Linked DNA regions of Sus scrofa: region 2 is linked to region 1. A link is a contact called in public HiChIP or PLAC-seq data. All regions are on one chromosome and are shown on one strand. Each heading gives the region's core, a stretch centred on a gene start, on an enhancer-like site or on the middle of the called end of the contact. The rest is flanking DNA. Distances are from core to core; before and after follow the strand shown.

Region 1 (6,648 bases), core at 2,085-4,584:
GTGACACTTTTCCTTCACGCCAGTCATGAGGCCCTGTAGGGCTCTGTAAGGACTTGGCTCCAACTCTGAGATGAAGCTCTTGGAGGGTTTTGGCAGAGGGTTGACATAATAGGATTTAGCATCACCTGGCTGCCAGGTTACAGACAGTTATATATAATCCCATGTTATATGCAAGGAAATAGAAGCCCCCAGCATGGAATTAAATTGCCTGAGGCCCCCCAGCTCGTTAAGGGACAAAGCTGCATTCCTAGCCCAGGCCCCTGTGACTTCCAAGCCCCTGAGATTTGGCACCCTGGGATCCTCTCTCGGCTTAAACGCCGGCATCACAGTCCAGTCCAAACCACCTTGCCCAGCCATAAAAGCTCCCTGGGGTGATGGTCTCTGCCTTGGAGAGAACTCTGGAAGAATGACCTGCTCCCTTCCTTCCCTGGATGTTGGTGAAGGCGGAGGGAGGGAGAGGGAGGCTGGCCGCCAACATCTTCTGGGAGGGCTCCCTCCCCATCACTGTCACCGGCAGCCACCCCCAGGGGGAGGTGGTAACTTAACAGGCCCAGCTGATGAAGAGAACTTGGACTCAGGTTTACATAGCAGCCTCTCACCAATAATGAAAGACCAGGCATGGAGAATCCATCGATAAAAATAGCACTTATTAGGTAACAGGAACAATATATTTTTGCAACCACTGGTTCTGTAAGAAAATAATTGGGTCCCAAGGCAGGAAACCACTAGTTTTCATGAATGATTATATTGATCATGGGAGCGAAATGGATCCATCCCCTCTGGAAAGGAATTCAAAGGAGAAGCATGTGGCTGATCAGGCCTGCCCACGGTGAGATCCTGGGCAGCTGCGAAAGAGGAGGGAAGGAGCTGGAAACTAAGGAGGGAGCGGCCTCTGGCCCCGTCGGCAGGTGGGGGCTGTTGATTGGGAGATGCCAAGCAAGAGAACTGGATTCCAAGCTAAGCCCTGGAGCTCTCCTGGGGAGGAAAGTGTGTCCATTCACAAAGCAGTTCCTTAACCTGCCAAACCTGGGATTTACTAGCAGCGAGCAGTGTGTTCTTTTTTTTTTTTTTTTTTTTTTTTTTTTTTTGCTGTTTAGGCATATGGAGGTTCCCAGGCTAGCCTAGGCCACTGCCACTGCAATGCAGGATCCAAGCTGCGTCTGCCACCACAGCTCACGGCAATGCCAGATCCCTGACCTGCTGAGCAAGGCTGGGAATGGAACCCGCAGCCTCATGGTTCTAGTCAGATTCGTTTCCGATGCGCCACAGTGGGGATTCCCAAGAGAGCAGCGTGTACCATTGGGAGAAGGAGCAGCCTGGGAGCCTCCCCTTTGGCACCCCACGCATTTCACCATGTATTTCCCCTTCCCGTTCCTGCTCTTGGAGTCATTCATTCTGTGCCCAGTCATCAGCCTGTCAGAACTAAAAGAGAACGTTGGTTGAGGGCTCCGTGTGTGCTGAGTACTGTTCTGAGCGCTTTTCTCATTTACTCTTGACAGCAGCCCAGAGTGGGTGCCTTGGGGAGTTCCCGTTGTGGCTCAGTGGTTAACAAATCCAACTAGGAACCATGAGGTTGCGGGTTCGATCCCTGGCCTTGCTCAGTGGGTTAAGGATCCAACATTGCCGTGTAGGTCGCAGACGAGACTCAGATCTGATGTTGCTGCAGCAAGTGTAGCCCTAAAAAGCAAAAAAAACTCAGTAGGTGACTTTAGCTCCATTTCACAGAAACTAAGTCAAAGAAGAAATAGCTCACCTGGTAATTGACAGAGACTCGACACCAGGCTAGATGTTGGACACCAAAGAGTGCACACTGGATGCATGGAATTTACTTTATCACATAGTCACGCAAAAGTACTGAGCACCACGGGTACCAGGGAAGGAGAGGAAGTGGTGAGCAAGGTCAGGGGCCTGATTTGGGTTGGGGGGTGGATGAAGCTTCTGAGAGAGGTGACCTGCACTGTCGCTGCTTTCAGGTCCTCATTCAGAGAGACCTCCCTGGTCCCTCATTTAAAGTAACCACCCCCGTCGATCTTGATACCCGCCCCCAATCAGCAGCGCCTCACTTGCTGTGAGCTTTTGGTTGCATATCCCTCTCCCTCACCCCTGCCCCACTGCGTTGAGTGTAAGCTTCGTGGGGGCAGGAGCAGTGGACGAGGAGTGATGGAGGGGTTGACGGCAGGAGGGTCACACAGGACCCAGTGGCCTCTGTGAGGGGCTAGGAGGAGGAGGAATACAGCGAACGTTTTAAACGGGAGTGACATGAGCAGATGGTGACTTTAAGCCACGACCCTGGCTGCCTTGGGAGGAGCAGGCAGGGACTGGAGGGTCAGGCCGCAAGGCCACCACAGCTGTCTGGACCCAGGGTGCTGGTGGCTGGGGTTAGCAGGCCGGCCCGTGGAGTTAGAAGTCCAGACAGCGTGGGGACAGTGGGGCTCCTTGTCTGGAGGCCCATGAAGCAATCCCCTCTCGTTTTTCCCTAGGAAGGCCTGCCAGAGAGGCCACGGGAGACCCTTCTTCCAAGTATATTTTCTGTCTCTTCTCTGGGCTTTGGAGGCCCAGGAAGTAAAAACCAAATGGCATTCGGGAGAGCCTCCGTGAGTGAGGCCCACCGTTAATGGAGCACAACAGGGCCTGTTCCCTGGTGGTCTCGTGGTTAGGACTTTCTAGCGCTTTCTTCGCTGCCGGCCCAGTTCAATCCCTGGTCTGGGAACTGAAATCCCACATCAAGCTGCTGCTCGCTGAGGCCAAAAAAAAAAAAAAAAGATGAATGGAGCACAGCAGAATTCCATCTTCACCAGACAGGGCTGCAGGCCCCCCTGTCTGACTCCAATCCTTACCCTGTCTACACCCTACTGCCTCTCCCTTGACCTGGAGAATGAGGGCTGAGGGAGGGTCGGGTGTGGCTCCCCCTGGGATGGAGTCCCACCTTGGCCAACCCCCTCCAGACCCGGGATGCAGCTTCCATCAGCTTCCCTGCGTTGCTCTGGAACCTGGCGGTGTCCTTACCTCTCCAGCCAAGCCAGCTCCTGGAACAGCTTTCGGTGCTGAGGAGGAAGAGTCCCGGCCCCCAGAGGTCCTGTCATTCTTTGGTTACTGTGGGAAGAGGGCCGAGCAGAAGGAAGCAGCAGTGGGACTCAGCCTCCCCCAGGGCTGGATGTCCGGCCCCTCGTCACAGACGTGGAGACTGAGGCTCACCAGGCCTGGCGTTGGCCGCTCAGCTGTTTCTAAGCACTGCCCGCCCCGGGCCAGGCTGCTGAGAAGGCTTCCTGCAGTCACACAGCTAGGTCTGTGGCAGAATACAGAGACGGGGACTCGGGCCTCTCGGCTTCCAGTCCACGACTTTCCCTTTCAGCCACGGAGCTGGTGCCTGGCTGGCTGGGACGTGAGGTCCCGCCCTAGATTCAGACTCAGGGGGCTGGAGTGGAGCCTGGGTTTCTGCATCTTTTCGAAAGTTTCACAGGGGATTCAGATCAGAGCCAGGTTTAGCAGTTACCGCGAGGCCCCCACTGCCTCCGTGTAAATGGCAGGAGGATGAGGGGGAAAACCGGAGCGGATTCCAGAAGATGATGATTTTTGAACCAGACCAGGAAGAGGGTTCTGAACACGGGATATCAAAGACTTTACTTCTCCAGTTACTTCTCTGGGGATCGGAGCTATGGGCCCGGTCTGGGTGGGACTTTGAGGCAGCTTGAAACCTGAAAGCTTCTGTACCTCTTTGCTGAACCTTGGGGGGCCGGGGGGCTCTTAGTCAGTGCAGCTCCTGGGCAGATCCACCCTGCCCCCTCCCCAGGCCCAGGGTGATACCACGTGACTGTGTGACTGCTCTCCTTCACCTGCCGGTGCTTTGTTTGTTACTGTCTCCAAATTTTCCTGAGGGGCCAGACCTGTGTTTTCCTTTGGTTGCTCAAGAGGTCTCAGCCCTGAGCTGCAGAGCCCAGGGGAGCTCAGTCAGCAGTTAGGTCAGGAGTGAACTATGGGGGCGCAGGGTGCTTGTCAGATGGGAACAGCTGATATTTGTCCAGCCCCTTTCAGCCAGGGGCCCACAGCCTCCTTAGGCAGGTGCTTCTCTGTCCCCATGGCCTTCTTGGCAGAGGCCAAGCAGCTGTTAGTCTGTTTCTAGATGATCGTCCAGGGCCCCCGAGAAGGGAGGCTGCTCATGAGGCTCTCAGCCCCCTGAGCCTGGGGCAGAGCCGAGCCTGGAATTTACATCTGGGCCCCGGTTACTGTTCCTAAGACCCAGCCCTCTATTCTGCAGAGGAAAAACACCAGTGTGATCAGCAAGAAGGAATTTTTCCCTTGGTCTCGCATTGATTGGCCTGCAGAAAAGGACACCATGCTTGCTTAGTCATACTTAATCTACATGTAAATGAATTTTCCATTCCCCGAGTACAGGAAGGCAGGGGTCTAGACTGGGAGTTGGGGCCCTGAATTCCACCCAGGCTATGCTAATAACCGGCCCTGGGCAAGTCTCTTCCTCTCTGGTCCTCCATCCTTAACACCATAAAGGAAGAATTAGAGTCCATCCCAGGCCCTGTTACACAGCAGAGCTGCCCAGATCCTGCCCCGCAGAGATCTGATTCAGGGGGTCTCGAGAGGGGTCCCAGGCCTGTGTACCGGCAGGAGTTAAAAGTCTGCCTGCCTGCAAGGTTTTCCAGGCCCCTTTACCCAACTTGGCAAACTTAGGTGACCAGGTGACACGGGCTGTCTTTGATGGATGAGAGGTCAGGGCCCTGAGGAGAACCAGCCGTCGCCCCTTCCCTCAGCTGCGGCCTGTCCTCAAGCCCCACGCCCAGGCCTCCAGGTGGGACTTCAGCCGAAGAGGAGATTCAGTGCTTTACAGACAGCAGGACAGAGTTGGGATTAAAACACGCTCGTGCTGGGTATTCCATTTCAAAACTTCAGCTGAGTGGATGATTTTTTTTTTTTTTTTTTTTTTTTTTTTTTTGGTCATTTTAGGGCCTCACCCATGGCATATAGTGGATCCCAGGCTAGGGGTTGAATCAGAGCTACAGATGCTGGCCTACGCCACAGCCACAGCAGTGCCAGATCTGAGCCATGTCTGTGACCCATGGCTCATGGCAATGCCAGATCCTCAACCCATTGAGCAAGGCCAGGGATCGAACCTGTGTCCTCATGGATGCTAGTCTGATTTGTTTCCACTGAGCCGCAATGGGAACTCCAGGATTTTTTTTTTTTCCACAGCTGAACCCTATCCTGAACTTCTCTTTTTGTAAGCTGGAGGGAGACCAACCTGGGGGCAACCCAGGTCTCAGGGAGATTGAGAAGAAGGGCTTCGTAAATAGTTGAATAATGTGGTTCGATCTCTCCATTTGGATGATGATTCTGGTGGATGTTTTCCTCTCTCCGCCCCTGGGTTCCCTGGGTGAGAATGAGCCTGGGAGATTTAACTTCTAGATTGGTGTCCTCGCCGCCCCAAGCCACCTCCTCAGCCCACATCGGAGCGGCTGCCTCCCCTGTCATTTGGTGTGTCCTCAAGAGAGGCAGACTCCTTTCAGTATAAGTGCAAGGAAGCAATTAGGACAGTAAATCTGCTGTTTAACCAAAAAAAAAAAAAAAGTCCTATGACAGATTTTAAGGTCCTGGAGAAGTGATTTCACACTGAAGGAGGGGGGGAGAGACCTGGCCTTCGATTTAATTTCTCCCAACTTGGGAACAAAGGCTAAGACGCGGTGATCATATTTACGCCTGAAAATGCAGCACGACTTCAAGTCTACTGTGAGGAGTTCCCATCCTGGCTCAGTGGAAACGAATCTGACTAGTGTCCACGAGGATGCAGCTTCAATCCCTGGCCTCGACTAGTGGGTTAAGGATCCGGCGTGGCCCTGAGCTGTGGTGTGGCTTGCAGACCCGGCTCGCATCCTGCATTGCTGTGGCTGTGGCGTAGGCCAGCAGCTGTAGCTCCAATTAGACCCCTAGCCTGGGAACCTCCATATGCCGAAGGTGTGGCCCTAAAAAGGCTAAAAAAAATAAAGTCTGTTGTGAGACAGTCTGAGGTTGTGGGAGTGGCGACGCAACTTCACGGCAGTCTTTCTCTCCGAGCCTCACAGCTTGACAGTAACCCCCACCGTCCAGCCTACACCAGCCCCCTCACTTCCTTTCCTGGGCATTTGTCATGTCAGGAGCAGTGTGCCAAGGGCCGCAGATGATACTCTTTCCATTCAGTCTGCACGACAGCCTCTGGGGGCAGCTTCTGTCATGCCTATTTTACCCCATTTTACGGATGAGAAAACCGAACTTCAGGAGTTCCTGTCGTGGCGCATCAGAAACAAATCTGACTAGGAACCATAAGGTTGAGGGTTTGATCCCTGGCCTTGCTCAGTAGGTTAAGGATCCATCATTGCCATGAGCTGTGGTGGCAGATGTGGCTCGGATCCTGCATTGCTGTGGCTGTGGTTTAGGTCGGCAGCTGTAGCTCCAACTGGACCCCTAGCCTGGGAACCTCCATATGCCGCAAGTGCAGCCCTAAAAAAAAAAAAACGAAAAAAGAAAATAGTTTCAGAGAGGGAAGTGACTTGCCCTGGGTTGCACAGCATGTGAGTGGAAATACTGGATTTGGAGAGGTCTGTGCTCCTTGCCTCTGCTGTCCTGCTCAGCCCAGGAGCCACAAATCACCACACCAGGCTCAAG
Region 2 (6,648 bases), core at 2,396-4,895, 81 kb before region 1:
CCTCTGAATATTTTAAAATAAAGAGCTTCCCCACAAGCTTATCCAACCATTGTTCCCACTAAGAAAGCAAGAGGTTTACCAAGAGCCTCTTCCAGGCATCGGAGAACTCCTTCCAGCCTTACTGGGAGGAAGGAGGGATTACTAAAAACCTATTTGTAGGAATGAAATGAGGCTGCCCATGGTCTAAGCTAACTGCCAAATTGGGTTTACATGTTTGTTAATAGACTTTTGACTGGCTATTGAGAAGCAGAATTAAATTTTAAGCTGTTCATAGTTACTTTCTACTCCTCAAACACCCAACACTGGTTTATTTCCTCCAGCATCAAGAAAGAAAACCAAGGCACTAGAAAGCAAGCACACTTACATATTGAAGATAATTAAATCTTTATATTTTGCTGAAACTATATATTGTAGCACTAAACTCACTCAAGGGGAAAAAATCTGGCAAATTGAAGATCCTCCCATTAAAGTTTTGTTTTTTTTTAATGGGCAAATAATTCCTTTATCCCCCCCCCCAAGATGCAATCGTATATACCAGTAGTATTCTTTAGTAGCTCTAGAAATAACACCAAAACTATGTTACATTTACAAATATTAAATTTATTATAACTAGAGTGGATTTAATGGTTCTCAGATTTGGCCACCTTATAGCTCCATTTAAGGAGGGGGTTTTAACAGAAAAATGCATAACTTGGTCAAATTACTTACACATTAAAAAAGGAAAAAACTTCTAAAAAGGAAAACAAGAAAAGCAACCCTTCAGTTTCACATAATTAAAGAAGAGGATAAAGCACACAAGCTACATCATAGCTAAATTTACCAAACCAACCAAAGCCAGGGGGGATTTCTTTTCTGATTATGTGTCATAAAAAGGTCCACTGTCTTATATACACATGTATATAATGTTACATTCCATCACTGTAAAAAGTCCCCGTTGCCCCCTCCCCCCAAAAGTTTCAGCCTAGTCTCCAAACTTGGACAGCGGTGCTCGCTCCTGCTGCCTGTGCAGTTCGTTCTCCGTCAGCAGCTGGAGGTTCTCGGCGCGCAGGCGGTCCAGCTCCAGCTCCAGCTCCCGCACACGCGCGTCGTCGCCGCCGCCCAGCCGCTTGCTTTCCAGCCGCAGCCGGTTGTTCTCGTCCTCCATGCGCGAGAGGCACTTCTCCAGCTCCAAGTACTCTCTGATGAGCTCCTGCTTGCTCATGTTCTGCAGGCTCTCCGCGTGGTACCGCTCGTAGGTCTCCGAGAAGTCCCGCTGCAGAAACTCGCTGCCGTCTCCTCCCATTCCGTCGCTGCCCCCATCCTCCTCGCCTGCTTCTTCCATAAAGTCCTCATCGCTGGTGTCGTCGGATTTGGCAGCAGCCCGTTTGGGATAGAGGCCGGTTTTAAGATCCGGCTCCTCTTGGTCGTGATCATCCATGAGGAACTGCGTGGTGTTATAGGGAGCGACCGGCTGGCCCTTGGCGAACATCTCGGCTCGAATCCTGGAAGCTCGAAGGCTCTCTTTCTCGTCGAACTTTTTCTTCTCTTCCCAGGTTAGCGTGTAGTACGGTTTCCAAAGTCGCTTCTTCTTGGAGGGGCGTCTCCTATGTTTTTTCTTGCCCAATTGTCTCTGCTGCTGTCCCCACGCCTCCTCGCCCCCTGCAGCAGAAGCCCCCAACTTGTTGGCTTCGGGCCTCTGTTCCCCTCCCGCCGCCGGCGGGGGAGCTCCGCCAGCGGACAAGTCGTCCCCATTCTGGCCCTTCTCACCCGCTTCAGGGCAGCTGGATTCTGGGCTGACCTGGGTTTGCAAGGGAGGCAGCTGAGGCTCCTGGCTCCCTTCCCCCTCCTGTCCCGGACGGCCACCCGACTGGGGGGACGCTCTCGATTGCCACCTACTGTCCTCCTCGGGCACTCGCTCCTCCGCGCCTGGGGGGCGATCGGGGTTCCGCTCTTCATGTACAGCAGCGGCACCTGTACAGTTGCTAGTTTGAGGCTGGTGCTGATACTCTGACAAGAGTGGCTCATCCATGGCTAATAGAATCCTCTTCTCGAAGTTTGAAGAATTTTGGCTGTTAAGTCCTTAAAGAAAAAAAAGGTTTTTCTTTTCTTTTCAAAAATGTCCAACACAGTCCTCTTCGGTCTGTAATTCCTGCAGTGATGCCTTTAGCCAGTCCTTCTGTCAGCAAACTCCAACTGCAACTTGGGGAGTTCAAGTCAGTAAAGGGTTAAGCGCTCACAGCGCGGCCAGCTAGCGCGTCCAAGGGGGTGCAGCAGCAAAACAGTACGTAATGTGCAGAGGGGGTGGGCCTCAAGCCTCCCCGCAGCGCGCCCCGCTATCGAGGAGTTGGTGGGCAACGAGATGTTAAATCCAACGGGTTAAACCCAGCCCCGAAAGGGTTAAAACTACCCGATGACGCTGACTCCGAGGGGCTGGATCCACAAAGGGTTAAATCCCCTGCCGCAGAGCCCACAAGGGGTTAAAGTCCCAGAGCCACCTCCTCCCACTTCCACGGGTGTCGCTCCAACCCGGGCTCCCAGTTCCCTAGGCCCGGCCGGAGCCTCAACCGAGGACAGACAAACTCATCTCCCCTTTGGCTCGATGCTCTGCTCAGCTCAGTTCTCCTCCGCCTCCTCCTCTTTTTCCTCCCGCCCTCCTCCCCCTTCCGACAGCTCCTCTTCCGCCTCCTCCCCCGACTTCCCCTCCCAACCTGCCTCTCCACCTGCCAACTTCCAACTGCTGCCTCCCAGCCCGCTGCGCCCCTTTTATATAGAAGCCGGGCTGCCCCGCCTATGCGCATGCGTAACGGAGTCCCCATCCCTGGAAGCTGGGAGTCGTAGTTCCCATCTTTCAGGCCCGCCATCCTCGCGCGCCGTGCGACGTAGCCAATCCCAGGACGCGTAGGGGGCGTCTTCCAGGCCGTCTCCTTCCATCGCTTATCGCTCGCTAGAGAAACGTGGGTCACCATTGGCCAAGAGGCCCACGTCTCGCTGAGGAAGGAAGGCCAATCGCAGAGAAGATGGGGCGGGTTCTGGACCATACCATTCTGCTTCGGGAATACGAGAAGATTCCATGGCTATGAGGGCCCACACAGAATATTTTTATGAAAAGGTGCGTCTTAAAGGCTTTTTTCGTATTCTGTCCTCAGCGGAAAGGTTCTGAAGGTCATAAACATGTGTTAACTAAAGCAGGAATGGTTTACTCCTAAAAAATAGTCCCTAAAGTGCAAAAGAGGGTTAAATTCTATAAAGAGAGATATTGGCCCAAGGCTAATAAGTCTTAGATTCCTAAGATTACAAGAATGGCTTCAGAGTGTGTAGCTAGTGACTGGGATTGACATTTGCGGAAGGATATTGTGAACACAATTTGTGTTTTTTAAAAAAGCGCATGAAGAGGTAAACAAATGAAGAATAAAAAGTGCCGCCTTAAAGGGACAGTGTGACCGCAATCTCGGACTAGGCCTCCAAAGATGAGAAGGCAGGTTCGAGTCCTGGGTGACGTCCACCTTCGGACTGGCCTTGGGGTTCTTGGCCGAAAGTGGCGGAGTCCCAGCCCCAGCGTGGTTTTTTTCAGGACTGCCGCCGCCCCAGGAGCCAGTGCAAAATGGTGGGCCGTGACCGAGTCTCTAGCCTGAGCGGGGGAAACGCTGGGTGTGCATGCTGTCCGGCCCGGGGCGGGAAGGCCTTGCCCCTGCCCCCTCCCCCCTTCCCCCGTCCCCGGGGCCTCAGGTTCTTTGGAAGAAAATGGCCTCCTGAGGCCTTCTTGGTCTCTTCACTTGGGAACCGACCAGGAAATGCCCAGATAGAAGAGTGCAGGGCGGCTGATGAGCTGCTTTCTTGGGGGGAGGGGTTTGAAATTAATAAAGAGTTGAAATAATCAATCCTGGCTACGCAGAGAGAGAGAGAGCAAAAGAGCCACCAAGGCTCTTCGTCAGTGGGCGCTAGGCAACACCCTGAGGAAAGCAGAGCCAGAGGCTCCCCCAGGAGGAAGTCTTGCCCAGAAATGGGGGCAGGGGGATTCTGGCCCAGAACTATGGGCAGATTCATGGGGGTGGGAGGGACATACTCTCCTTGGGAAAGTTCTCCAGATTCCAAGCTCCCGCCCAAAAGATAGGGCCCAGAAGTAGCCCAAACTCTGTTCAAATCACTTAAGCCTCTCTGTAATCTCAGTTGGCCATACACTCAGTGACCCATTCCTACTATTTCTTACTTACAGCCTTGTCTTATATTCCAGCTGCTTTCCACTGCACAACGTTCTTTTACACACAGAACCATTTGCTCCACCACAGCCCTGCGGGTTAGGCAGAGTAGGGATTATTGTCTCTATTTTAGAGATAAGAAACCTCTTTAATGCTCAGAAATTAAGTGATCTGTCCAGGGTCACATGACAACTAAGTGGCAGTTTAGGCCAGAGCAAAGGTCTTTGTGACCCCGTACCATTTTTCTTTGTCACAGACACAAAACTCTTTTTTTTCGTATGAACTCTGGATTTAGTTCCTTTTTTTCTTTTGCACCTGCAGCATATGGAAGTTCCCGGGCCAGAGGTCCAATCAGAGCTGCAGTTGGGGCCCACGCCACAGCAACACCAAATCTGAGCCACCTCTGCAAACTAAGCTGCAGCTTGCGGCAATACTGGATCCTTAAACCACTGAGTGAGGCCAGGGATTGAACCCACATCTTCACAGAGAGGTACGGTCCTTAACCCACTGAGCCACAACAGGAACTCCTGGATTTAGTTCCTTTTCATCCCCAACAGCTTCAGCCTAATTTAGGCTCTTATTTCTTCCTTTGGCAATGATTTGATAAGAGAGCACAATGATGAATAAAGTATCATCCTTGCTACTCAGGGACTGTTTGGAGAGACGACCCAACCACAGTAAGCCAGAATAGCAAGTGAAGAAAATCCTGGTGGGAGTTTATGAGCCAAATTGCTTAGGAGTTGAGAATTGTGGACAGATTTCATGCAGGAGATGACTTCTTGGCCGTCTTTGAGTAGCATGAAGTAGGGCATTCTACAAAGCACATGCAACTTGTCCAAAGAAAGGACCTGTCTGGAGACTCGGGAGCTGTCCTTGGGGAAGCGATGACGGGCACGCCCAAAGGGAAAAGGCAAGCAACAGTGCCCCTGGGGCACCTCCAGATGTTTTGAAATTGAACATCCTAGCCTGTTTCCCTGAGCTTCCAAGAACTCTGAAAAGCCTGCCCCTCCTCTGTGCTGCTCATCAGTCGCAGGTGCCCTGAGAGCAAGAACTGCCCCTCATACTGGGAGCGCCCTGAGGTAAAGGGATTTTGCAGAGAACTCCACAGTCACAGTTTCAGACACCAGAGGACGCCTGGCTATCCTCAGTCAGGGGCTTTGGAAGGTACAGCTGAGCCCAGCCTGGTCTACTGGATAGGGCTCAGCTGCATGGGCTCATTTGTCCTATTAGGGGAGGCGTGGCCAGACTCATGGGTTGTGGAATTCCAGAATTCTATGAAACAAGAGGCCAGGCACCCTGCTATTAGCTGAGGTTTAACTCTTCGCCAGGCATTTTACATGTCCTGCTCATATAAACCCCTGGACTGCCTTTACAACGAAGAGATCCTCGTCGTTATTCCACAAATAAGGTGACCCAGGCTCAGAGCAGTTAAGAGTCTTGCCCAGGTCACACAGCTAGTAAGTGCAAGTGGTGGAGCTGGCTTCCGCCCCAGGCCCGCATCCCCAGCACCAGCCTGGACCCTCTCTCCCTCCCCTTCAGATGTCCATCTTCACACAGGGGTTAACTCAAAATGCTGGAACCAGAGCAGCCCACAGCAGCTGGTGGCCCCCAGGGGTCTGTGCTCACTCGGGGAGGGGCGGGGACGAAGCTCCTGCAGGCCTTGGCCTTCCAGAAAGTTCCCTGGGCGCGGGAGAGGACTCTGGAAGCGAGCAGCCTAGGAGGGGGAAACAGGCAGTGGGCACTTACGGGGCCAGGGTCTCAGGTCCCTGGCCCTGCGCCGCGCGCGCGCGCGCGCGGCGCAGGGAGCAGCCGCCCTTCCTTCGGGCCGGGAAGAAGCCTGTGCCCAAGCCCCGCTGGACTCCTCCGGCCGCCCCCAGCTCACCGGTCCCCCGCACCCCTGTCCCCGACGGGAAGAGGGGCAGGGACGCAGCCTCGGCCCCACCCCCACCCCCGGCTGAGGGCCCCCACCCAGCCCTGGACGCCCCCGCAGCCCCTCCGGCCCCCCGGGTTGTGTGCCCTCCACTAGGCCCGGGAGGAGGAAGATGCTCCCTCGGGAACACCGGCCGCTGGCCTCTCCGGGCGGGCCGCGGGCGGCGGGGCAGGGGGAGGAAAGGGACTTGAGTCTCGCGCCTCCCGGACCCGCTCCCACCTCACTCCGTGGCAGCCCAGACGGCAGAAGATGAAGGTTTTATTTTATTTAGTGAAACATTCTTTAGTAAGTGAAGACGTCCTGAGTATTTGTGGGGGTAGGGCGGCCAGCCAAAGGGAGCGGACTCCCCTCCCCCAGGGCCAGCGCTCCCCGCCCTTCCCCAACTCTGCCGGGCCTCCTGGCCTTCTCCCGCAGCCTCCCAGCCAATCACTCTTCCAGGCCCCGGCCCAAGTCCCAGCTTGCCCACGAGCTGAGCCTCCTTGGGGAGTGGCAGGGGTGGGAGCGAGTCAGGTGACCTGGCGGGTGGGGAGGTCTGCGGAGGCT

The links. HiChIP or PLAC-seq counts read pairs in DNA pulled down with a chosen protein or histone mark.
Region 2: a contact with region 1 is called in an H3K27ac HiChIP or PLAC-seq map of skeletal muscle. The contact joins the promoter of HEXIM1 here to the enhancer-like site in region 1. A contact is called at or near these places in 3 of 47 Hi-C or Micro-C datasets (heart right ventricle, liver and mesenteric adipose tissue) and 2 of 2 datasets of contacts at active chromatin or transcription factors (alveolar macrophages and skeletal muscle).

The regions. Positions count from the first base shown.
Region 1 is chr12:18,347,482-18,354,129 of Sscrofa11.1, forward strand. All of the region lies in intron 1 of DCAKD (dephospho-CoA kinase domain-containing protein), which reads left to right. Among named protein-coding and RNA genes, the nearest start is that of DCAKD, 13 kb to the left of the region's middle. Within about 2 kb of position 3,335, at least 30 of the 83 cell types and tissues checked have an H3K27ac peak or open chromatin away from gene starts, as enhancers often do. A contact at or near this core is called in mesenteric adipose tissue and skeletal muscle, where this site is marked.
Region 2 is chr12:18,266,444-18,273,091 of Sscrofa11.1, forward strand. HEXIM1 (protein HEXIM1) reads right to left here and starts at 3,646. Exons shown (of 1, transcript XM_003131323.5): 1 at 580-3,646. The coding sequence starts at 2,008. The coding sequence ends at 962. ACBD4 (acyl-CoA-binding domain-containing protein 4) reads right to left here. Exons shown (of 10, transcript XM_003358011.4): 10 at 6,344-6,648.